3 separate regions of the Mus musculus genome follow, and all the other regions are linked to region 2. A link is a contact called in public capture Hi-C and promoter capture Hi-C data. All regions are on one chromosome and are shown on one strand. The core of a region is the stretch at or near the end of the contact, and the rest is flanking DNA. Distances in the headings are between cores, read along the strand shown. Region 1 holds the start of Ly75 (lymphocyte antigen 75). Region 2 has its middle 32 kb from the start of Gm39834. Region 3 overlaps Ly75 (lymphocyte antigen 75).

Region 1 (3,465 bases), core at 170-2,669, 1.0 Mb after region 2:
AAGACAGCCACCATCTTCAAGGAGCTTCAAGTCAGGTGGGCTCCAAAGCAAGGGCTTGCAGCTGCAGAAACGGCAGGTGCTGGGCTAATGCTTTCTACTGTCTGGATCTTAAGGTCGCGAAACTGCTTCCTCCCCCTCCCTTCTCTCTCTCTCTCTCTCTCTCTCTCTCTCTCTCTCTCTCTCTCTCTCCCTCTGTCCCTCCATCCCTCTCTCTCTCTCTCTCTCTCTCTCTCTCTCTCTCTCTCTCTCTCTCTCTCTCCTACTATCAGTCACACTGGATCTCCAAGCTCACTTTGCATTCTTTGCCTCTGTTTTACTCCCCCATCCCCAAACCCCGGCCATCTCTCCAGTTCCGGTTGAGCAGTTACCTTTCTGGATGCTCTGTCTGATCCTCCTGTGCACTTTGCCCAAGTTATTGTGTAGGCTTCAACTCTTCCATAAGGCCAGAAGGCAATCGAGGCGTGCCTCTTTACTATGCTAAGTGCTCTGTGTAGCCACTAAACACAAAGGCCAAAGCATGGGAGGAGAAGTATGGTACCAGGATGAGTTTAGAACCACCTGGGCAGTTGGAACTTGGAAAGTAGACCTAGACAAATCCTGAGGATAATAGCCACCTTTGAGGAACAGGGATGAGAGCTATCTCAAGTACCCTATACTCAATAAATATTTCAAAAAATTTTCACTTCTAGGCAAGTTAGTTAGTTTGGAACTTGTCCTATTTGTGGTAGCGTTGTCCAAGGGACAGAATAAATGGGCTTGAATTTCAGATTCTGGGTGCAGACTTCCACATTTCAAATAGATTGTTACTACTAGATTATTAATGGGGGGAAAAAAAGAACTCTGCAAAGGTCCAATAGTTAAATCTCCTTAAAAGTAGTACAATTGCTGGAATAACTGTCACGTTTAATATGGGTTGACAATTTCAGGTCAACCCCCCAACGTTCCTTTACTCCACCTTTACTCATACTTCCAAAATGACTATGATGTTGTTAAGCACAACTGAGGTCACCGCATATCCAAGTGTGCACTCCCCACCCCCACCCCCCCACCCCGCGGTCCATAGTGACCCCACGTGGTTGTGTGCACATTTCCAACCAGCCAAGGTCCGAAGCCCTAGCTCACCGCCTTGTCTCTCTACAAGGAAGGACAAATGCTACACTGACAGAGCCGCACTTCCCCAAATTTGCTTAAGAAGATGGGGAGTGGACTCCCAAACCCTGTGGTTGTCCTGTGCACTCCTCCCGCCTTCTGGAGGTCCCGAGCCTTCGCAGAGGTCTGCCTTGGGTGGGTGGGGACTCCTGCAAAGCCTCCGCTGGGCCCGGGACCCAAAGCGGAGCTCTGATTGGCCGAGCGCGGCGGAGGCGGGGTCTGCGCGCCTCAGAGGTTGCCCCAGAGGCGTGGTGAGGCCGGCGGGGCTCACCGCTGAAGCCGGTGCGGGCAGGAGAGGCTTGGGACTGGAGATGCGGACGGGCCGGGTGACCCCGGGCCTGGCGGCGGGGCTACTCCTGCTGTTGCTGCGGTCCTTCGGGCTTGTGGAGCCTTCTGAGAGCTCAGGTAACCGGGCGACCTCGACGCTGCTGCTCTGAGCATTTGCCTCCTTCGGGTCGGGTCGCGATCGCTTTGCTCTCTGTGTCTCTGGAGCAGACAAGTAGGGAGGTCTGGCCTAGGAGAGCAGCGGGCAAGGCCATGTGGTGCGGAGGGACCCTCTGCCTAGAAGAGGCCCACAGCTCTTTCCCAGAGACTTTTCTGCCCCTTGGTCCTCCACTGTCCCCTGAAATCATGCTTTCCTGAGGTTCACCACCTCCTTTTACATCCCTGTCGCCCCTTGGTCGTCTTGGAACCTCCGGGACAATGATGAGCCTTCACCCAACACCACAAGGACTCCCAGCCATCACGACTTTACTGTGCCCACTTAACGCAAGGAAAAGGAAATCAGGTTCAACCATTGTCCCCAGAAGTCAGCCAGGAAGGAGTATTAGGATGCCCTTCCCAGTCCCCATGAGCAGAGGCTCATCTAATCTGGTTATTATTTCCAAATGCTCCCCAACTCAGCTGGCCCCTAACAGAAGTGCAGGTCACTTCCTGTCAGTGGGGAAAGGATGCCTTCTGTAAAGCTCACGTAGTGCCAGCAGCACCATCCCACTTAGCAGTTAGAGTTTTGCTTTTACTTTCTCTTTTTGCTTCAACGAAAGGTGTGCCAAGGACCTTTTTATTTAACTGGACTATATAAATGGCAGCCTATAGGCTGCAAACATTCACCAGCTACTTCTGCTATCTCACCGGTGTGAAGAAGGAAAAGGTGGTCAAGATGTGTTTTAGGAAGTTCTGAGTGTGCCTCTGGCTTTCTTTGGAGCTACGCTTACTTACTTTCTGATGTAGATGGTGTCCAGAGTTATGGAAAGAGTGCTCTGCAAGACTAGGTGTCATCAACCTACCCTTTAATGAGTCCTGTCTTGACCGACTCTTCTCAATGGTCCTTTGACCTTCTGCACTGGAACAACCAAAGGAAGTAATATAGTAGAATCTTTTAGTGATATGAGAGCTCAATTCTGTCTGTTGCATAATCCGAGGAGAAAACTCTACCTGCAGCAGTTTACAGCAGAGAGCATGCTAACTTCCAATCACTTCTCTCTTGGTTTCTACCTACATCTGGGAGTCCTGTTTTGCTTCCTTCACAAATTTTAAGATTCCCTTAATATCCAAATGTCCCTGTTGGTTTTTTGTTTGTTTGTTTGTTTGTTTGTCATCAACCTGACACAAGCTACTGTCATCTGGTAGAGGAACCTTGATTGGGAAAATTCTTCCATCAGATTGGCCTATAGGCAAGTCTGTAGAGGGCCCAGCAGACTGTGGGCGAGGCCACCCAGGGACAGGTGGGCCTGGATGGTCTAAGAAAGCAGACTGGCCAAGCCATGGGAAGCAAGGCAATCCTCTATGGCCTCTGTTTCCGTTCCTGCCTTGAGTTTCTGCCCTAACTTCTTGATGACAGAGTCTGCTGTGAAACTGTAAATTGAAGCAAACTCTCTCCTCCTCAAGCTGCTTTGGGTTGTGGTGTTTATCACAGCAATGGGAACTCTGACTGAAGCACCACAGTCTCCACAGACCCCATCCTGTCTCAGGGACCCAAAGCAGAGAATGTTAGGCTTAAGTGTGTTCCCATACCAATGTTCCCCACAGGCATTTCCATCCCTTCTTCTGCACTTCTTTTTATTTTTTTAAATTTAATTATTTTTATTTATATGAGTGCACTGTAGCTGTCTTCAGACACACACACACACACACACACACACACACACACACACCAGAATAGTGCATCAGATTCCATTATAGATGGTTGTGAGCCACCATGTTGTTGCTGGGAATTGAACTCAGCACCTCTGGAAGAGCAATCAGTGCTCTTAACCGCTGAGCCACCTCTCCAGCCCTTCTACTGCACTTCTAACAGCTGTCCTGGGTGGCTTTCTC
Region 2 (3,359 bases), core at 777-3,276:
AGCATCTACTCTAAGTCTTTGCCCCCTTTAAAATGGAAATATTTTGTGTAAAAAAATCACATGTATTTATGGATTATGTGTTTGTGGGTTGGTGGGTGCGCATGCCACAGTGGGTGAGTGAGGCACTCTAAGGACGGTTTGCAGGAATTAATTCTCAAGGATCAATTTGCATCCTGAGGACTGAACTCTGGTTGTCTGTCAGTTAGGCTGGTGACAAGTACCCCTGCCCACAGACTGTCTCACTGGTCTAGGCTGGTTTCATACTATTGGGGTTTGAAAATTCTTCATGTTTTCTGGATATGAGCCTGATATGCATTTTATAGATATTTTCCCCCAAGACGTTCTATTCTGATTCCAGTGCCTTTCCTAAAGTGACATTTTAAAATCCCCCGCAGTCTTGGGATTGATGTTGACTATGCAGATGCTGTCTGATGCTCCATCTCAGACTCTTGATCATCTCATCCCCATAATATATAATATAATGTATGGGCTGTGGCTGTGGTTTGGGGTCCCTTCCAGATTAATTCTCTAGCAGATTAAAAGAAAACAGACAACCTAAGTGATTTACTTTTAAAACCCATGCAAGAGGGATGGCTCAGCAGGGTGTTCTGACCTTGCTGAGGAGAGGACCTGAGTTCAGTTCATAGCACCCACTATGACAGCTCATGACTACTATATATAACTCCACCTCGTGTGTACTCTTCTGGTCCTTGCACACTCTACTCACGCGAAATACCTTCCCATAGAAAAATACTTAAAAAAAAAAGGTCTTTAAAAAAATCAGTGCAACGTGTGATATATTTATTAGGTATTTTTATCCACAAGTAGTTCTGAGTCGGGCTTAGGAAGGCAGACTCTGCCTCTTATCAGCTAGCTTTGCATCACCTATTATGGGATGCTAGAGCACCACCACTGGAAGGCTCTTAGAGGCCAGGTGGTAAACGCAGGCCATGGATCAGCAGCATCAGCATTACCTAGGAGTCTGTAAGAATTTCAAAGCCTGGACCTTACCTTACCCCAGGTTAGAATTTGCATCTTAATGAGATCCCCAGGTGCACATTAAAGTTTCTGAAACACAGCTGTTCAGTTGGTCTGGTTTTCCTTCAGATTTTCAAACAAAAGAAACCGCAGTCCAGAGAGAGCAAGGACAAGAGCCGGGAAGAGAATCTGACCTTTTTATTTTATGGCTTGTGTGTAGGACCATGCACCACCCACCTCCAGCATCCCGATGACAGCCGCAGCCCAGACTACCCCCATCTCAGCTCTGTGAGAGCTTCGGCATTCTTCATCAGGAAGAGAATAGTCTTTCTGAGTCTTCCTCCAGAAACTCCTCCCTCCCTTCTTATTCCCAGTATCCTCTAAGGATACTCAGCTTTCAAAATGCAGACTTCCAAATTTTCGTAATAAAATGAACTAAAAACTCTTTGGGGAGGAAAGTGATTTTCCCGTTGCATTTGTTTACTCTCGGTGAGCTCCTGAGACGGCTAACACACTAGTTGTTAATCACACCATCTGTTCAAACGGCACTGTGGAACCATTACATTCATCCTTTCTTCTTTTTACGGAAAAAAAAATTTCAGAACACTATGTTTGCGTCTGTTTTGCTCCATCACCTGGCAGTGTAGTGTAAGCTAGTTAATCTTTCCAGTTGAAAATAACTTTCAATTGGCAAATACGTATTTTTAATGTTCATATATCACATACACAGACTCCTCCCCCCCCCAAAATGTGTCCTTTGACATTCCAAACATGGAAAACGCTAAAAGAAAAAGAAAATCTGTTACAGACTGTATGCTTGTCAAAGTTTTAAGCATTTGATTATATTTAAATGAAGCATTCAGGACGATGATTTGTCTGACTGACCCGGAAAATATTTTCCCCGTTGGCCCTGAAGATGGCAGTGCTGTGCAGTTTAGAACAGCTCTTCGTTTCCCCCCCCCCCCCCCACCCCCCCGCCTCACCTCCCCCCCTAAGGAATTTCTGGAATGGCAGAAAGTGGGGGAGGATCCACCAGATCTGAACCTTCTAACACTTAGCACAAACCTCTCCTGAACCCTGGGACAATCTGGTTTGTCTTTCAGTCTCTTTGTTTTTGTTTAAGACTGTACCTTATTCGTTTCCTGTTTCCAGTCGCAATAGAAATGGGACTAGTTGAACGATTATTCCCATGTCGCGGGTAGCCAAGGAAGCGACTATAGCTTACCGAGAAGCTGGTTTGCAACAGCCTGCCTTTTTTTTTTTTTTTTCTTTAATTCTAACAAAGGCTTTACCCAAGATAAACTGAATACTAGAGGTTTTGAGAGCCCACTGGGACCACATCTCTGGCAGCCTCCCTCCGTCTCCTAACTCGGGACGCCTGTTGTATCACATTCTTTACATTTTATTAGCAGGGACTAGAAGAGTCGGTTTGGGGCAGCATATACCAAAGGCGGTCTCTTGACCCTGTCATTGTGAGGTGTTGGCGGGGAGAGAGAGGGAAGAGGCGTGTATATGCCTAACTTTGGGGACTCTTAAAATAGGGTTGTTTAACTAGCCAGAAAAGACTTATTGAAAACAAGCACACGAGGGCTCTTATGTGACATTCTGTCACCAATAAACCAGTAGTGCTTATGTCCTCTGAGCCAACTTCCCCCACCCCCACCGTGGCAAATGCCTCAGCAGTATCTAATTTAACCTTCACCACCACTGTCTGAGGCAGACACAACATCCCTTTGCTGGAGGTTTTTGCCTTTATACGTGGAAACTAAGGTCATGAGACTAGATAAAATTGTTGGGCTTTACATTTTGAACTCTAGAATATGCTGAAGCATTCATCGCCTTGAATTTTGGTTCAATGGAGAGATAACAAAATATTAAGCCCTTATCAATGAAGCATATTTGGTACCCACTTAATGATAAAGAAAAGGAGAGGCCAAGGCTCTAGTACGTCATTCTACCAAGGGCTACACAATTGCAGAGAAGCCAAGCCCCCAGGAAACATACCATTTGTTTTGAAAAAAAAAGGGGGGGGGTGGTTCTAGATAGAAGACTGTATGATGTTAGGCATCTTAATCTAGTGCAACATCTTTAAAGATGAGGGCAACTTAAGAATCGTTCCCTATCTTTTTTCAAAATTTCCACTTGGAGTTTTCAAAGTCAAAGTTTCCCCTCCCCCATCCATCTTGTACTACAAAACAACCATCTCTCTCCCCTTGTGGCGCCTCTCCTACCCCCCCTTCCCCACTTCTCTCCTCTCTCCTCCTCTTCTTCTTCTCTCTCTCCCCCCTTCTTTCCCCTTCCCTTCTCCCTCTCTCTGGCTAAGAGTGCAAAGCAGCTGGGGTGGAAGGTGAAAGATAAAAGCACAAGGATAATCTATCTGT
Region 3 (3,364 bases), core at 579-3,078, 1.1 Mb after region 2:
GGCAATGAGCATTTCTGTAGCTCTGGGTGCCAGCCTGCTCCTGATTCTGCATTTGACACTAGTCTAGTCTTGTGTCTCAGCCTCTTCACAGACAGAGGGCAGGAAAGTTGGAGGGACAGTCTCACAAATCAAATGCTCACAAGAGATTGGACGATGATTGACAACCACACAGGTTCCTTCCTTTCTGTTCTTTCGGGTATGCCATGTTGTCTCCAGAGTCCTCCCTACACAGAGTGGTCCTCACTCCGTTTTAGCCATGTTGTCTCCAGAGTCCTCCCTACACAGAGTGATCCTCGCTCCGTTTTAGCTTTCTGGTTTCCAAAAAACAGTTCTGATGTCTGTGAGCAGCATTAGAGTTAGGGCCACAGAGTCTAGGGTTTAATCACATGAACGGGGTTTCAGCCACACTCACTCAGTCTCAGTGACCTGTGGAAAGGACACGAGGGCCCTCTCAAATGGTTGTCACAAGGATTCAAACATTTAAGACAATGCTTAACACAGTACAAAATGCAACTAATAAACATTTGATCTCATGGGTTAAAGTAATATAGAGAAATAATGCAACTAATAAACATTTGATCTCATGGGTTAAAGTAATATAGAGAAATAATGTCAATGTTGTCTCTGAAATGAATTTCTACACCTCATAGGATGAACTCAACTTTGGTTGGTCAGATGGGAAACGTCTTCAATTTAGTAACTGGGCTGGAAGCAATGAGCAACTTGATGACTGCGTGATATTAGACACAGATGGATTCTGGAAAACAGCTGACTGTGATGATAACCAGCCTGGCGCCATTTGCTACTATCCAGGAAGTATGTGGATTGCAACTGTTTCCATCCCCTTACCCATCCGGAGTAGTAAAACTGTGTCTGTTTGGTTTTGCAAACTCTTATTTTGTATTAGGGGATTATAAGAAAGTCATTATCATAGTGTATCATTATTGCGTGTTTGGGTAGTACACGTGGCTGTGCACCTCGTGCATGCCTAGTGTCCATCAAGCCAGAAGAGGACGTCACAATCCTAGAACTGGAGTCACACGTGTTGTGAGCCACGATATAGGTGCTGGGAATCAAATCAGGTCCTCGGTGAGAGCAGACATCTCTTAACCACAGAGCTACCCCCAGTTCCCACCATAGTCATTTTTTTCCCCAACAGAACTGGTGCAAGGATTTGTATTCATAATTGTTGATTATGGATTGCTTTGTCCTTAGTTCTTACTTTGGAGTTTGTCTTTTGTATACCAGCTGACTATGTTAATTGACATTGATGGACATATACAGTCCCGTTCTGCCTCATGTCACATATAGTTTTACTTTTATATACTTACAAAGCTAACTTATGGAAACTCTTTATTAATTAATTCTGTTTTGTTTTGTTTTGTTTTCGAGACAGGGTTTCTCTGTGTAGCCCTAGCTGTCCTGGAACTCACTTTGTAGAGCAGGGTGGCCTCGAACTCAGAAATCCGCCTGCCTCTGCCTCCCGAGTGCTGGGATTAAAGGCGTGCGCCACTACCACCGCCTGGCCTTAATTAATCCTTAACATCAATGACTAACATCGTGAGCCACTGTTAAAATTCCAGGCATGGTGGCACATACCTTTAAGGACAACACTCAGAGGTGGAGCAGAAGACCAGGCAAAGCTCAGCCAAGCCTGGGCTGCCAGGCAAGCCCCTGTCTCAGAAACAAACAAAGGCTCAGTTGATTATGGGGAGCTGCACTCACTTGAGGCAGCTTCAGTCAGAAGGGAATTTAGAAAACCACCCTGCAAACAAAGATGGAACTCAACCACCCGGAAATGGGCTTCAGACACCCAGCACTAGGGAGCCTCAGGCAAGCAGCTCTCTATGAGCGTGAGGCCAGCCTGGTCTACAAAGGAAATTCCAGGCCAGTCAAGGCTAGATAGCAAGACGCTATCTCAAAACACAAAATAAAACAAACCAAAAAAATCTCCTGACACCAACAAGAAAACAGAAACCCAGAGATGTACCATGTGTGCGCCTGTCCTTTCTGCCTCTCTCTGTGTCTGCACTCTGCCCCTTGTGAACTTTCTGCCCTTTCTGCCCAGTAGCAGAACATGGCTGCTCTGCAACTCTCTCTTCTGCCTATCAATGAGGTGAGTGTATGACATCTGAATCCAACCTTTCAAGCTCCTAGAATCCATTGGCCTCAGCCTGAGAATATGCAATCCCCAGCCCTGTCAGGGGCCCACATTCTTGGGTTTGTGGTAAAAAGAACACACTGTTTCTGAGACAAAGGGGTTTGCTGCTAAATGGGAGGAAAATGCCAGATAGTCTCTAAGACATAATGAATCTGAATTATTTTGACTTTAGCGTATCTATACTTGCATCCTCTTGAATATATTACTTTCATAGAATAAAAAAAATGAGATATTCTAAAGGCCATTTTCTAAATGATATTTCTGTTTAATTTTGTTAAAAGAATAACTATTTCATTGAAGTTATTTCATTAAAATTAGAGAAATCAGTAAGCAGAAATGTGAGAGTGAATCTCACGGTTGCAGTTAGATGCCTATTGTTAATTAATATGTTTATAGAGTCCCTCTGAGGAGGCTCCTGGCACTTGACATTTAATAAAACAGGAAGACAGAAACTCATGTAACCTAAAAACGCCTCTTTTTTTTTCACATTCCTCCACTCCACAGCAGGAGTAAGAAAATTATGTCAGATAATTTCCTCACCACAGAGAGCCAGCATGCTTCATGCTATATTCAAGTGTAAACAGAACAAGGCTGTCACTTCCTCACTTCCTTCATATTTCCCACAAATCAAGTCTAATGACTGTGAACAGGATTTAACATTTACATCCGAAATTAGAGTTCTTACCATTAACTTTTCTTCCCCCAGATGAGACTGAGGAGGAGGTCAGAGCACTGGACACTGCTAAATGCCCGTCTCCTGTACAGAGCACCCCATGGATACCATTCCAGAACTCCTGCTACAATTTCATGATTACCAACAACAGGCATAAGACAGTCACACCGGAGGAAGTGCAGTCCACGTGCGAGAAGCTGCGTAAGTAATGTCCCACTGCCATCGTGTATCGGGACGATACACTCATCACCTGGTATGAAGATCCATCCCCAGGGTAGCACTGGTGATGACCTCTCCTAGTTCTCACAGTAGAGAACAGAGAAGTGGTCCCAAAGCAGCCTAGACTGACCGAAGACGAACAGGTCACCCCGTGTGGCAGGAAACTCAGTTACACCACTAATTGGAGCCAAGGTCAAAGAGATGGACCTTGGTCTCAGACCTGGAGCGATTCCCAGTAAAACCCTGAGGGTCTGTAACTTGTGAATAATGGGACAGAAGGGACCAGGAGCTATGTGCAGAGGTCCTATGAG

What was found. Promoter capture Hi-C pulls out the DNA fragments that hold promoters and counts their contacts. Capture Hi-C pulls out chosen DNA fragments and counts their contacts.
Region 1: a contact with region 2 is called in a promoter capture Hi-C map of embryonic stem cells, with 3 times the contacts expected there. The contact joins the promoter of Ly75 here to the enhancer-like site in region 2. A contact is called at or near these places in 4 of 39 promoter capture datasets (the 3T3-L1 cell line, the SN4741 cell line, embryonic stem cells and 1 more), 1 of 115 datasets of contacts at active chromatin or transcription factors (epiblast stem cells) and 1 of 9 other capture datasets (embryonic stem cells).
Region 3: a capture Hi-C map of embryonic stem cells shows a contact between it and region 2, with 5 times the contacts expected there. The contact joins two enhancer-like sites. A contact is called at or near these places in 1 of 115 datasets of contacts at active chromatin or transcription factors (embryonic stem cells) and 1 of 9 other capture datasets (embryonic stem cells).

Annotation. Positions count from the first base shown.
Region 1 is chr2:60,381,227-60,384,691 of GRCm38.p6, reverse strand. Ly75 (lymphocyte antigen 75) reads left to right here and starts at 1,419. Exons shown (of 35, transcript NM_013825.4): 1 at 1,419-1,554. The coding sequence starts at 1,461.
Region 2 is chr2:61,401,003-61,404,361 of GRCm38.p6, reverse strand. No RefSeq gene overlaps it. Among named protein-coding and RNA genes, the nearest start is that of Gm39834, 32 kb to the right of the region's middle. Within about 2 kb of position 2,026, at least 177 of the 459 cell types and tissues checked have an H3K27ac peak or open chromatin away from gene starts, as enhancers often do. A contact at or near this core is called in the SN4741 cell line and embryonic stem cells, where this site is marked.
Region 3 is chr2:60,315,760-60,319,123 of GRCm38.p6, reverse strand. Ly75 (lymphocyte antigen 75) reads left to right here. Exons shown (of 35, transcript NM_013825.4): 26 at 651-816; 27 at 2,868-3,035. Among named protein-coding and RNA genes, the nearest start is that of Cd302, 33 kb to the right of the region's middle. Within about 2 kb of position 1,828, at least 5 of the 459 cell types and tissues checked have an H3K27ac peak or open chromatin away from gene starts, as enhancers often do. A contact at or near this core is called in embryonic stem cells, where this site is marked.